Regions from separate parts of the Mus musculus genome. Here region 2 is linked to region 1. The links are chromatin contacts, called in public Hi-C maps. All regions are on one chromosome and are shown on one strand. Each heading gives the region's core, a stretch centred on a gene start, on an enhancer-like site or on the middle of the called end of the contact. The rest is flanking DNA. Distances are from core to core; before and after follow the strand shown. Region 1 holds the start of Ddx54 (DEAD box helicase 54). Region 2 holds the start of Oas1d (2'-5' oligoadenylate synthetase 1D).

The links. Hi-C and Micro-C count contacts between places; a contact is called where the count stands out from the background.
Region 2: a contact with region 1 is called in a Hi-C map of pro-B cells, with 3 times the contacts expected there. The contact joins the promoter of Oas1d here to the promoter of Ddx54 in region 1. A contact is called at or near these places in 2 of 39 promoter capture datasets (the SN4741 cell line and hippocampal neurons) and 2 of 484 Hi-C or Micro-C datasets (cerebellum and pro-B cells).

The regions. Positions count from the first base shown.
Region 1 is chr5:120,609,450-120,616,493 of GRCm38.p6, reverse strand. It overlaps Ddx54 (DEAD box helicase 54), which reads right to left and starts at 3,364. Exons shown (of 20, transcript NM_028041.2): 1 at 3,188-3,364. The coding sequence starts at 3,358. It overlaps Rita1 (RBPJ interacting and tubulin associated 1), which reads left to right and starts at 3,905. Exons shown (of 3, transcript NM_029096.3): 1 at 3,905-4,220; 2 at 4,765-5,116; 3 at 6,532-7,044. The coding sequence starts at 4,848. The coding sequence ends at 7,024.
Region 2 is chr5:120,911,085-120,918,723 of GRCm38.p6, reverse strand. It overlaps Oas1d (2'-5' oligoadenylate synthetase 1D), which reads right to left and starts at 3,906. Exons shown (of 6, transcript NM_133893.3): 1 at 3,658-3,906; 2 at 2,774-3,062; 3 at 1,689-1,885. The coding sequence starts at 3,840. It also overlaps the pseudogene Gm7573.

The DNA.
Region 1 (7,044 bases), core at 2,115-4,614:
CCATTTCCTTCAATAGAGTGCTCACCAAACACAGTGCTGCTATCTTCCACGCTTCCATGCTGTCCTTTAAAAATGCATCACTACTGCAGTGTGCATGCACACGTGCGTGGAAGCCACAGTGTGGGTGGAGGCCCGAGTGTCCTGTGGCCATAGCCAACTTTTAAGACTCAGCTCTATCTCTCCACCCTGGTTAAGTGGGGTCCATCATTTCTGCCATTGGTGCACTCCAGGATGGTTGGCCTGTGAGCTTCTCAGAAATTCTCCTGTCTCTACTTTCCATCTCCACCCTAGGGAAGTTGGGGTTGCAGATACGGTGATATCCATCTTTTTAAATGTACAGATGTCTTGCCTGCAGATATTATAGGCAGCATGTGTGTGTAGTACCCAAGGAGACCACAAGAGGGCAGTGGATCCCTTGGAACTGGGTGAACTGAGTCCGGATCTGCTTTTATATCCAGCTTTGTAAGGCAAGTTCTAGGGATCAAATCAGGTCACCGGGTTTAACAGGCAGGTGTTTCTACCTCCTGGGCCAACTCTCTGACTTCTCAATCTGTTTTCTGGCTTAAAAATAACATGTTTCAGGGCAGGCGAGATGGCTCAGCAAGTAACACTGACTGCTCTTCCAAAGGTCCCAAGTTCAAATCCTAGCAACCACCTGGTGGCTCACAACCACCTGTAATGAGATCTGGAGCCCTCTTCTGGCGCTGTCTGAAGACAGCTACAGTGTACTTATATATAATAAATAAATAAATCTTTGGGCCGGAGCGAACAGGGACTGAGCCAGTGGAGTTGACTGGAGCAAGCGGGGCCAACCAGAGTGAGCAGGGTTGACTGGAGTGAGCAGAGGTCCTAAAATTCAATTCCCAACAACCACATGGTGGCTCACAACCATCTATACAGCTACAGTGTCCTCACATCCATAAAACAAATAAATCTTTAAAAACAAAACAAAACATGTTTTATGTGTCTTTGTATAACTTTTCTGTTTCGTTTTTGGTCTTTTCCAGACAGGGTTTCCTGTGCCCAGGCTGGTCCTCTGAACCCCCAACCCTCTTGCGTCTACCTTCTGAGAGCTGAAATGGCAGGTGGGTGGCCCCAGAGCCAGTTCCTTCACTAGACTCCTTTTGATGACACTCATCAGGTACCTTTTAGATTCTAATGAGAGAGGTGATTGTATAACTTCTTGTGGGTCTTAGGAAGGAACATGGTGGCACGCATCAGTCATCCCAGCACCAGAGAAGTAGGAGGATCAAGAGATCAAACCCATCCCTGTCTCCTCCTGAGTCCAAGGCTACTTAGAGCTACACAAGACCCTACCTGGTGCTTTAACATGATGGGCTATGACAGTCACCTCAATATGACAGTAACCAGCACTCCGGAGGCAAAGGCAGGAGGATCTCTGTGAGTTCCAGACCTGCCAGGGCTACACAGCAAGACCCTGTCTCACATCAAAACACAATGACTAAATAAAGATATACAAAAAAAGCAGGGCAGTGTGGTGGCGCACGCCTTTAATCCCAGCACTTGGGAGGTAAAGGCAGGTGAATTTTTGTTTGAAGATAAATTAGGCCAAGATTACTTGAAAGACACAGACATGCCTAGCACAGACAGGGCCCTAGGTTTGGTCTCTAACCCTGCCCAAACTAAAGGTGTGTGTGTTGGGGGTGGGGAATGAAAAAGGCTGTCCCAGCTGGGCATGGTGGTGCACGCCTTTAATCCCAGCACTTGGAAGGCAGAGGCAGGCGGATTTCTGAGTTCGAAGCCAGCCTGGTCTACAAAGTGAGTTCCAGGACAGCTAGAACTATACAGAGAAACTCTGTCTCGAAAAAACAAAAAACAAAAAACAAAAAACAAAAAAAAAAAAAAAGAAAGAAAAGAAAAGAAAAGAAAGAAAAAGGCTTTCCCCACTGATCCTAAGTCAACAGACTCTGCACCCAATGTAATATTCTGGTTTCATTGCACCGCACAAAGATGTTGGGTTTTTTCTTTTTGTTTTTTTAGTTTTTGTTTTTTGTTTGTTTATTTGTTTGTTTGTTTTTCGAGACAGGGTTTCTCTGTATAGCCCTGGCTATCCTGGAACTCACTCTGTAGACCAGGCTGGCCTCGAACTCAGAAATCCACCTGCCTCTGCCTCCCGAGTGCTGGGATTAAAAGCGTGTGCCACCACTGCCCGGCTTGCTTTTTTTCATCTTTATTTATTTATTTTTGGTGGAGGGTAATGGTACAGTGTGAACTTGGCTGCTCTCCCGTTCATATTTACATCAGGTGTGCGACAAGCCCTTTAATAAGCATGTGTTTCCCGGGTTGGAGGAGCCTTTGGGTTTTTTTGTACAGCAAAATATTAAGAATTGGTGGTGGCGCTCTTACCAGCTCAGGGTGGCCTTGGACTCCTGATCCTCCTGCCGCCACCACTCCTACCCTGGGAGCTAAGATTACAGGTGTGTGCCACAATACCTGCTTTTACCTGGTGATGGCCTTCAAACCCAGGGCTCTGCACACGCCAGGCAAGCGCTCTATCAACAAAGCTACATTCAGAGCCCACAGGCTGGGTTTTGACTTGTAAAGTTTATTACGTCTTACTACAGCCAGCCTGTGCCGGACTGGGCCTCAGCAAAACCCTTGGTCTGAACCACGGGAGCAGCCTTCTTGTATTTGCCAATGAACACCAGCGTTCTCATTGCCTCTAGCTGTCTCTGCACATTTACTGACCACTTAACGAGTGCAGCTCATTGACTGAGCTGGGAAGGAGAAATGGAGAACCAGATATACCCGCTATGCACAAGACGATGGGCGTCATGAACGATAGGCTTTTGTGCCCCACTTGGTGATCACACCTATCCCCCAAGATGAATACAACTGGAACCGGACCATCCCCAGTTCCAATCCTGCTGTCCTCCCTGACATTGCTGGTGAGCCTGGCATAGCTAGAGCACGACATAAGTCCGTAAATACTAGTTTAGTTTAAAACCGGCTTCTCAGAAGAGTGGTCCGGCCTTCCCTTTAATTTTCTCATCTAAGACCGCCCCAAACTCAGGCGGACCTTCCGCACTTGCACTTTCTATTGGCTGCGTAAACTCGAGCCCGTCCCCCACGCGAAGGGACCCAATGAGGGACCGCGATTAGTGAGACGGACAAGCGGAAGGGCGCAGGCCGAGAGCCCGAACAGGGAGCCCCCTCGCGCTCTTACCTTCCTCGCCCGGGCGTCATCCTCCGCCTGGATCTCGAACTCGCCGTCATCCGAGTCGCTGTCGCGGCCTTGGGAAGCCCCAGTTCGGCGTTTCCGCAGCCTCTTCTTCTTCCACGGCGCCATGGTGGGACGCGACGGCGGGCCAGGTCCCACACGTCTGCCAGCAGCCATGCGGGCCGGGCTCTTAGACCCGGAAGAGGGCGGGGCCTAAGGGACGCGTCGACTGCGCGGGGGCGGAGCCTGTGAGACGCAAGAGCGGCGTCGAGAATCCAGGTTTCACCCGTAGGGCGGGGCCGGGCCTGAGGAAACCAACCAACTTCGCAGGGGCGGAGCGTCAACATGGCTTTATCAATGGGCGAAGCCAGAAGGAGGAACCAACAGAACGGGGGCGGGGCCTAAGTGGTGTACCAGCCGGGCAGAGGCGAGGCCTGAGGGACATACCAACTGGTGGGGGCGGAATGTGTCAACTGAACCGTGATAGATGCTTAAGGGACCTACTAACTGCGCGAATGCCAAGCTGTGAGAGATGTGGTAACTGTAAAGAGAGCAGGACCTGAGGGACATAACAACTGAACGTGTGGACAAACTCGAGGAATGTACCAACCACGCAAGGTTGACCCTACCAAGGGGCGGGGCCTAATGGATGTACAGATGAGGCTGGGGGTGTGGCCTGTGGAACGTACCATCAGCGCGAGGGCGGGGTATAGGGACGTACCAGTGCGCAGGGGTGGGGCGTCGCACCGGTTGCCCAGCAAGGGATGCGGGTGGGCGCGTGTCGCTGTGGCGCCCTTGCTGATTCTGTGCTATGAGGCTTTAAATGTGGCGGAGACAGAGCTTTCTGGCCGGAGGCTCCAGGAGAAAAAGCACCAGGCATGGAGATCCCGTGACGCCTGCGCTTTCAGCTCTGTAAGCTGGCCGGTGCGTTGCTACTCTGCTGTTGGGAGCCTGAGCTGGACTCGGGGAAAATGCATTTCGTATGAGACTGGTTGGCGAGGACTGGAACGCACCACGTTTGCAAAGCGCTTTGCACAAGGTAGGAATGGGGGGCGACAGTAGCTTGGGAGCCCCTTTCCCTCTTCCACCCTAATTAGTTTGTCTGGTTGGTGCCATTCCCCTGCACGCCCGCAGTCGTACTATATTTGTTGAGCATACACTGTAGGGTGTAATTGTGTATTTACTTATTCATTAAATATTTGCTGACGGCATTTTCTCCCGTCTTCACAACTAAAAAGACAGTGCCTGCTTTAGCCTGACCCATGCACCTCAGACGCCAGGCGATCGTGCAGTTCTCCGTGGGAAGTAGAAGCGGGAGGATCCGGAGTTAAAGGTCATTCTTGGCTATATAATAAAGTTTAATATAGTGAGTTTCAGGCCACCTTGGACTACTGAAATTGGGTGTCGGGGACGGGCAAGAAAGTGAAGCACTTCCAAGGTGTCCACTGAACAACAGTAGTCCTTTGAGAAAAACCAGTCGCTTTCCCTCAGCAAGAAAAAGCCCTTTTTGCCCTTGGGCTTGTTATTCCAAGCTGCTGCTCTTACTTGGAAAAGCTGATTGCTCATTCCGACCCCTATTACAGGGAGCCCTGGAGGCTGAGTCTGTCAGGCACACCACACCCACTGGGCAACGTGAAGACCCCGGTGGCACCGGCCCAGCAGCGGAATGAAAGCCCTCCACCTTCAGCACCGCAGTCCCACCAGCTACAGGGTCAAGGCCAGGGCATCCTATGTGGATGAGACCCTGTTTGGCAGCCCAGCAAGAACCAGACCTGCCCAACCAGACTTTGACCCACCCTGGGTGCAGAATTGTAACCGATCCAGAGGAGTGGGCCCAGGACCACCGAAGGGCTCTCTGGCCAAGAGAGACTGTGAGTCCCCCTCTTCCAGGGGCAGCACCCCAAACCTCACACCAAGGAAGAAAAACAAATACAGGTAAGGTGGGGGGTGCACTCCTGTTTTAAGGGTGGCTGTCTTGGTCCCTTTCCTGGTTGCCGTGATAAAATACTCTTGGCAGAAGGAACTTGGGCAAGAAAGGGTTTGAGTTGCTCTCCTTGGTTATAAGAAGTCACAGCAGTGTGGGGTGGAGATGGTTGGTCACATTGCATGCTCAGCACACTCTCTTGCTTTTATTCAGTCCCAGGGTATCTGACCCCCATCCCCCGCTTCTGACACCCCAGGCATGTGCAGGTAAAACACTAGTACTAAGGGGAAGGTCTATCGTAGGTATGGCAGCGGGCCAGCCTGACATAGCTGATTGCTCTCTGCCACTCTCCTTCCTGATGATCCCAGATCTTGCCAAGTTGGCAATTGAAACTGACCACCAGAGTAGCCGTCAGGTCTCCTGGAACAGCTTGTTAGGGACCTGTTGTGTGGCCATGGCCAAGCGCCTTGGTTCTTTTTTTTTTTTTTTTTTTTTTTAGATTTATTTTATGTATATGAGTACACTGTAGCTGTACAGATGGTTGTGAGCCTTCATGTGGTTGTTGGGAATTGAATTTAGGACCTGGACCTCTGCTTGCTCCAGTCTTCCCCGCTCACTTGGACCAACCCTGTTTTCTCTGGTCCGTCCCACTCTCTCAGCCCTGGTTGCTCCGGCCCAAAGATTTATTTATTATTGTACATAAGTACACTGTAACTGTCTTCAGACAGCACCAGAAGAGGGTGTCAGATCTCATTACGGGTGGTTGTGAGCCACCATGTGGTTGCTGGGATTTGAACTCAGGACCTGTGGAAGAGCAGTTGGTGCTCTTACCCACTGAGCCATCTCGCCAGCCCCATAAAAATTTATTAAAGGAGATTCTGGGGAGGAGGGGAACTATTCAAGCAAAAATAATGTATTTCTGCTGAGCTCACATAGACTTTTTTGGAAAAGTACATTTATATTTGGTTGTTTTGGGATGGGAGGGATGTGCACTGGTAAAGGCCAAAGGACAACTTGTTGGAGTCAGTTCTTTCCTTCTACTACGTGCATGCGGAGGATCAAACTCAGGCTGCAGGCCGCCAGTCTTGGCCACAAGCACCCTTACCCACTGAGCCTTTTTGCTGTCCCTAAGCGACAGTGTCTGCTACTTCTGTTTATGTGGCACTTAATGGGCCTAATCACTCCCATTAATCTGGAGCTGAGCAGATTCAGGAAGGGGTCTGTCATCTGTCCTTTTGTCTCCAGGAGAAGAGAGCGGGAAGCCCTGAGCTGCTTTGGACCTATACCTGTCATTGTATTAAAGAATGTCAGGCTTATTTGTGGGTACCAGGCAGGCTCTGCTGCCTTACTTTATCGTGGGAAGTGAGGTTGCAGAGGGCTTTAGGATCATCGCCACCACCGGTCACAGTGCCCTTCCCTTTTTCAGGCTGATTGGCCATGCCCCATCCTACTGCGATGAGTCACTGTTTGGCACTAGCAAGGAGGGGTCTCGGATGGCCGTGGGGGATGCTGCAAAGCTCCGGACCCTTTTCTGGACCCCACCAGCCACCCCTAGGGGCAGCCACACACCTTGCCCCAGGGAGACCCCTCTGCGAGCCATTCACCCAGCTGGACCCTCCAGGACAGAGCCCAGAGTGACTGCAGGCTCCCAGATGTCATCCCAGGATGGGTTGTGTGTTCCCTGCTCTCTGGGACAGAGGCGGTCCCATTCACTCACCCACCTAACTGTCCCCAGCACGGGTCATCCAGCTTCCAGTGCTCCCCAGACCAATGGGCCTTGGAGTCCCCGGCCTAACACATCAGGGGCGACTGTCCAGAGTCCCCTGGTCACTTCCAAGGCATGCTCAGGTCGTGTTTCGGGGCCAGCTCCCCCTCGGCGAGGGGCCTGTCCTCCCAAGCCGAAGCCTCCTTGGAAGTGAGATTCTCGTCAGGGATGCTT
Region 2 (7,639 bases), core at 2,657-5,156, 300 kb before region 1:
ATAAGGAGTGTTCACTATGGAAGGTTGATCCTAGGCTTTGAAATAACTGGGAAGGGGCCAGGGAGTTGGCTCAGGGGTAAAGTGCAGGGGTGAGAACTAGAGGTGAGATCCCCAGCATCTAAGTGAGTTTCAGGCTCTTGAGGAAGCTGACTCCTAATCCTAGCTCAAAGGGCTGGAGATGGGGCTTGCAGGGGCTTGCGCTGCTGATCCAGCAGAAGGTGTGCCAGGTGTGAGACCCTGACTTATTACACAAGGTGGGGCATGGCTGAGGACCTGCCCTCACATGCTGACCTCTGCATTCTTATGGACACACAAGAACACACAAAGAGGTGTGCTCCCACAAACAGGTATCACACACATACACCACACATACATGTAAAACATTGTCCAGAAAAAAAAAATATAGAGAAGTCATCCATTTAAAGAGGTAGTAGGTAGAAATGTCAGGAAATATAAGCCATAGAAAGTGACATGCAGGGATTGCTGAAGAAGGAAGCAGACATGAGGCAGCCACCATGGAACAGTGAATTAGACATGGATGAAGAGAGAGTTAGCTGATTGGAAAGTGGACTAGAAGAAATCACTTAGAACAAGCACAGGACGTCCTCCCTCCCCATTCCCTCTTCCTTCTACAGCATCATGTCCCTGGCTGATCCCCCAAACCCTGTTTCTCTGAACCCCTCTGCTCTGCTCCCAATTTAACCCCTTTTCCTCCTCTATTTCCTTCCTTCCTTCCTTCCTTCCTTCCTTCCTTCCTTCCTTCCTCCCTTCGTTTGTTTGAGACAGGGTTTCTCTGTGTAGCCCTGGCTGTACTGGAACTCACTCTATAGACCAGGCTGGCCTTGAACTCAGAAATCTGCCTGCCTCTGCCTCCCGAGTGCTGGGATTAAAGGCGTACGCCACCACTGCCCGGCTTCCTCCTCCATTTTCTATTCTCTCCCCTTGTGCCATTTTTATTTCTCTTTGTCAACCTGACACAGAGAGTGCCATCTGGAGAAGATGGACCCACAACTGAGAAAATGCCTCCATCAGCCTGGCCTGGAGTCAAGCCTGTGGGCATTTTATGATCAGCGTGGGAGGGCCCCACCCATTGTGGGCATTGCCTGTCCTGGGCAGGTGGTCCTGAGTTGTTTGTAAAAATCAGACTGATCGCCTAAGGGTCTCTGACAGCTAGCAGAGTTCTTCCATGGCCTCTGCCATAGTTTCCTGCCTCTGCTTCCCTCAGAGATAGAGTGCGATGCAGGAACGTGAGCCAGACAATCCCTTTCCACCCAATTTACTTTGCAGCAGCATCATCTTTACCACAGCAGTCAGAGCAAACTAGTTCAGAAACCGGTCCTAGGGAAGGGCTCCCTTAATGATCTGTGCGGAAATATTCATGATAAGTGAGGATGTGGTCGGTGCTATGCCTGAGCATGTGGACTGTACAATATCTGAGTGAGCCATGGAGACCAAGGTAGTGTGCAGAATTCCTCCATGGTCTTTGCTTCAGTTACTGTCCTGGCTTCCCTCAATGATGCCCTGTGACTGGGATGTGTAACCAAGTGAGACCTTTCCTTCCCAAGGCGCTCTTGGTCATGTGATAAAGCTATCATGTCCATAGACAGCCAGCTAGACTAGACCTCTTCTCTGGCCTGAATCCCACTCTCTAAACATAGGGTCCACAGGATCTGGGTCGGATGCCTTACCAGTTGATACCAGTGCTTGACCAAACGGATGAGGTTCCAGAGCTTGGGCGCACGATACCTCAGGAAGCTCTGATGGAGGTCGGTGAAGCAGATGGAGAACTCGCCCTCCTTCTCCAGTGTGGTGCACTCATGGGTGAGTTGGGCGTAGACTTTGTTGTAGTTACTGGAGTCAAAGGGCTTGAAGTGTCTTACTTCATCTATAAAGGAAGTTTCATTGATGTTTATACCCAACTCTGATCTAAGAGTCTCCTGTACCTCTAGGGTCACAATCACTGTCTATGGGCTTCGGCGAACAGGGCAAAGTTTGTCTGCAGCAAGCATCACTCCCCATACAGACATGAGCCCACCACACCTCTGGATGGTGTGAAATGACCTAGAAAATCTGTGGCACCAACTGCTCATAGTAGGTTGCATTGCTCACAAGTCTGGAGACAGTGGTGGGAATAAACAACACACTATGGTCACTCACAAGAGAGCTACACAGTCATCTGTCAATGGCCAACCATGCTCTGGTATACCATGGAGCACTCTACTGCATTTGTATATCATAACTCCTGCTTACAGTCTCTCCCTATTTTGAGGTTATGAGTGGATTGTGTGTGCATGGATGTAGTAAACACATATTCAGAGTCCCAGAGGAAGCCCAAGTCTGTCCTGAATATGTTTGAGTATAATTGTTTACAAGTGGAGACTCATAGCCTACAGACACTTCTAGGAGACCAAGCATCCCCTCCCCCCAGCCCTGTGCTGTACCTAATAAATATACTGAGGCTCCAGGTGCCAGAGATCATGGGTTCAGCTCCATCAGAGCACACACCCCACCTGACCCCAGCTCCTTACTGCAAGAGCCATGAAGGTGGAGCAGCAAACTCCAGGTCAACCTCTCAACCAAAATAGGCTCTTAAGTAACCAACCTCCAAGGCTGGCGTCTGACCATTACCTACACAGGCAAACATGTGAACAGACATCTGCATACATGAGAACATGCTACCCCCAACACACACACACACACACACACAGAAATAGAAGAGAGGATTCGTGCATGAGGGGAGGACAGACTGAGGCTCTGCTGATGGTTGACTTACACAGGGCATCATAGGCTGGCTGCACATCAAATTCCAACTCATGCTGGCGCTCGGGGCAGCTCAGCTTGAAGCTCAGAAACCTGGAGTTGGGCTCCTTTGGGCTCTGGACCTCAAACTTGAGTTTACATAGTTTCTCTTGCTGCAACTGGAGTAGGTGTCTCCAAATTTCCTCAATGAACACTACCTGTCCGTTGAACTGATCCTCAAAGCTTGTGAGATTGATAAGGAACACCACCATGTTGGCCTCAGACCTGCCCTTGAGCACAGTGTATTCATTGTAGCAGCCACCCTAAAAGACAAAAATGAGAATAAGAAAGGATAGGGAAGCTGGGCAGTGGTGTTGCAAGCCTTTGATCCCAGCACTTGGGAGGCAGAAGCAGGCGGATTTCTGAGTTCGAGGCCAGCCTGGTCTACAAAGTGAGTTCCAGGACATCCAGGGCTATTCAGAGAAACCCTTTCTTGAAAAACGAAACAAAACAAAACAAACAAACAAACAAACAAAATGATAACAAGTGATCTGTAGTGATCCTCCCTAAATAAAATGCTGACCACAATCACTAACACAGTTCAACCCCTGACATTGATGAGTGGACATTACAACACAACATGTCTTCAACCTTCAGAGTGACTGAGGCAGGGACTGCTGTCATACAGTCCCATGTGACAGAATGGAAACATGGCAATGAGCTTCCATCTGTCCAGTCATCCAGTCATCAGGCAGTGGTGTCTCTGTTCTGTCCTCTGCCCTGTGCCATAGCTGGGATGCACATGAGGACACTGGGCACAGAGCAGGTAGGTAACTCACACCCCACTAAGGACTGCAGTCTGGCTTCTGAGAGTCCTCTCCCACCCCATCCCAATGAACTCAGGCTAATGGGACTCACCATCACAACCCTGGAGACCCTCACAGGATGGGCGGCACCTTGGAAGCATCTCTCCATCAGGAAAGCACTTATGGAGTCGATGTCTGCTCTGAGCTCAGTAAGGAAGGTGGTGTCAGGAAGGAGTTGATCCTCTATGAACTTATCCAGCCTCCAGATTGGGGTTCTGAAGAGTTCCCTCGCCATCCTGAGGCCAGGAGTGTTTGCTGACTGCAGCCTTACCTCAGGAGTCAGCTGCCCCTTATATCCATAGCTGCTTTCTCTTCCCAGGAAGGGCGGGGCTATGCAGATCAGACCTCTGCACCTGCCCCCTCTGGCTCCTGGGCTCCTTGATCCTCTGGGGTCTGTTTACCTGCTGGCATTTCTTTGGATTGTCAAACCCCCATCACAGCAGGTTGTGGACCAGGAGGCATCCTGAACATAGTTTCTGTTGTTCTTCCTTCTTGATCATGAATCGTTACTGAAAACAAAACAAAACAAAACAAAAAACCTTTGATAGTCTCCACGATTTTTAACAACAGAACATACACAAATAACACCACACACACACACACACACACACACACACACACACACACACACACACACACACACACACACACACACACACACACACACACGTTACTGAAACGTGAAGAGCAAGTGAGAGAAATCCAGCAGGTGGCAGGCGCCAGCTTCATCACAGCTGTGGTGGGTTTGTCACAGCTGACTGGTCCATGCTGCAAGGTCCTGGCTAACTTCTAGTTCAGACTTATCGTCTGTGGGTTCTCAGATGCACACCCATGATGTGCCTATCGTCCAAGGCCTAATCCAAACCAACCTTTCTGCCCTGTACCCGCACCTCTGTCTATCCGTCTGACATCTTTCTTTAATCTAGGATCTCACTCCTTTGTTCAGGATGGATGTAAACCTGGGGACCTGCCCCATTGGACCCCCAAGTGCTGAGGTCACAGGGGTGTGCCTCTCTCCCCAGCTGTAACCACCTGGGTTTTCACTCAATTGCCACTCTCCACTTCAATAGCCTAACTTGTTGACTTGTGACACACGCTCATGAGGGTGATCCTGTCTCCATGCCAACCTCTCCCTGCCCAGCAGGAGTGAATATTCATCATGGCAGGATGGTTCACACCTGTGATCTCAATGTCTGAGAGGTTGATACAGAAGATACAGAGTTTGAGACCAGCCTGGGCTATATGATGAGACTGTCTCATGAAACAGTAAAAAGAAGTCCCTCCCACACTCATATGTATACATACACACATGCACACACACTCATGTACACCACACTGCACACACCTAAATTACTGTTGCAATTGCTGCAGACAACAAGGAACAGAAGAGTGAGGAAATTATGACCACATTGGTTCTCCCATTGTTTTTTGCCACATGTGATGGTTTGTATGCTTGGCCCAGGGAGTGGTACTGTTGGGAGGTGAGTGGCATTGTTGGAGTAGGTGTGTCACTGTGGGCATGGGCTTTAAGACCCTCATCCTAGCTGCCTGGAAGCCAGTATTCTGCTAGCAGCCTTCACATGAAGTAGTATAACTCTCAGCTCCTCCTGCACCATGTCTGCCTGGATGTTGCCATGTTCCCTCCTTGATGATAATGGACTGAACCTCTGAACCTGTAAGCCAGCCCGATTAAGTGTTGTCCTCATAAGAGCTGCCTTGGTCATGGTGTCTGTTCACAGCAGTAAAACCCTAACTTAGACACCTCAATTCATATGTGGCTTTAAGGTTTTTTTTTTTTTTTTTGAAGATGCAGAAGCCATGGCCTTGTGATTCAGGTCAGTGGCTGGCCCTTAGCAAAAAGTCTAATCTTCATGGCTTGGCTGATATCAGACCTGCCTTGGTGGATCCTGACCTTACCTGAGGGAACTGGGGTGCTGAAGGCCCCTCCCACAAGTGCCGGGGTGGGAGGACAAGAGTCTGAGGGTCCTGAGCAGGTCTGGCTGAGAGCCAAGCTAATCGTGCTTTAGATAGTTCATTACATTTATTTCCTGTGTGTGAGCATGTGAGGTCAGAGGACAGCTTGTAGGAGTTGGCTCCCCCTCCTTCCACTATGTGGGTCCTGGGGACAAAACTCAGGCCTTCAGTCTTGGTGGCAAACACCTGTGCCCTCTCAGTTATCTCAGTGACCCTTTTTGCTGTTGTTTATGAAGTAGGATCTCTGTTATAGACTGTCAGTCCACTTACAGCTATCTTCCTGCCTCTGCCTCTGTCGCTGGCATTATAGAGTGTCCCTGTGCTCAGCTCACCTATACCACCTCCATGATCTCCCGAGCATCTGAACAAGGATCACTCATCGCTACAAAACCAACCTCAATGGTAAGTCTGACTGAGTCAGGGAGTGTCCAGGTCCCAAGGTGTAAGACCTGGATTTGCCCTCTTGGCCACATGTCCGGCAGCTGCTGGAGACATGATATCCTCAGGAGCCCCCTGAGGGGATCTGACCAGCTCTGCAGAAGTGGTTTGTGCCTCTTGAAAGGCAAAGTATAGTGGAATTAAATATCCTCCAGTATATTTTGTAAACTATTCTTTGAAGTTATCATAATATACCTTCAATATATTTTATCAAATTCACCCTCGCCTTTCCTCCCAAAAAACGCTTCCTCATCCCGAATTAGTGTGATTCTTTTAATGAGTAAACCACTGGATCCAGTCCGTGCTTCTCATACATAGGTGTGAAGCCGACCACTGGGAAGTGGTAATCTGCCAGGGACCACACCCCAAGGAAAACTGACTCTGTACTGGCTGGGTTCAATGCCAACTAAACTCAAGCTAGAGTCATGGAGAAGCAGGAACTGTAGATGAGGGATGCCTACATAATATCAGGTATAAAGATGTAAGGAGCAGCCTGACATTCTGTCTGCTGACCAAAATCGCTTTGGTAGGTTCATCCCGGGGGCCTGTGATCGCCCAGTGGTGGCTTCCCCACCAGATGTGTAGTACCAGGTTGAAGTGTCCTCCTGTGGAGTGGTCCTCACATCCAGTGAGAATGTGTTCAGTTATTCGCTATAGCATCCCTGCCACTCATGCACCTAGGGTCAGATCTAGCCAGGCCAGTCCTTATTGGCAGGGTTCCCTGCTAGATAAGATACAGTGGCAGACAGTGAGTGCCTGTTAAAAGTGCTGAAGAGAATGAAAGATAATTTTGCTCTGACTTGTCAACATTCCAACTCTCCATCACTAAGTTCTAATTAGATATTCAGCCTTGGAGAGTCTTTAGGACCCACATGGCTTTCCTTGTTCTTCCTCCCCTTTCTCAGGAAGTTCAGTTTATAAGACTCTATGGGAGGTAGGGAGGGCAGCTGATTCTACCTGGGACCCTGGAAAGGGCTCCTGAGTTGTTCCCTGAGGCAGGGACCTCTTAGCCAAGGACAGAAGAACTCAGGACCTCCAGCCAATTGCAAAAGTGGAACAGCATGCAGGGTGCTGGGAACAGACTCTGCAAAGACCCAGAGGTCGGAACAAAACCCAGAAGAAACAGAAACAAGAGAAGCAGATTCTGTGTGTGAGTGACAGATGCAGTGTCATTGAGAAGTCAAGGGTCCTGGTGCATCCCAGGCTGCAGGGACAAACTGTGTAGATTTGCCTGTGGCAAAGTGACAATGGGGTTTAAAGAGCAGAAAGGCTCTGGGTTAGAAACCCAAAGTCCAGACATCAGCAGGTGGGTCCTTTCCAGTGTCACAATCAAGACTCCACCTCCACCTGTGTCTTCAACTGGCTGGAGCCATCAGTCTCAGCCTCTACCCTCCCACCACACACTGTGCATTGAGCCCATCAGGAAAGGATGCCAAATGCCTCAGGACAGGACAATCCAAATGAGCAATGTGGGACCCAGGTTTGCTGTGTGTCCCAGGTTCTGCCTCTCCTTGTCAGTGGTGTCCAGATGTCATCAAAACACAGGCATGGCCATGCCAAGGCCAGAGACTGTCCCTGTTTCTCTGTGGTGCTTAAGAATGAGGTACAAGCCAGACCAGAAG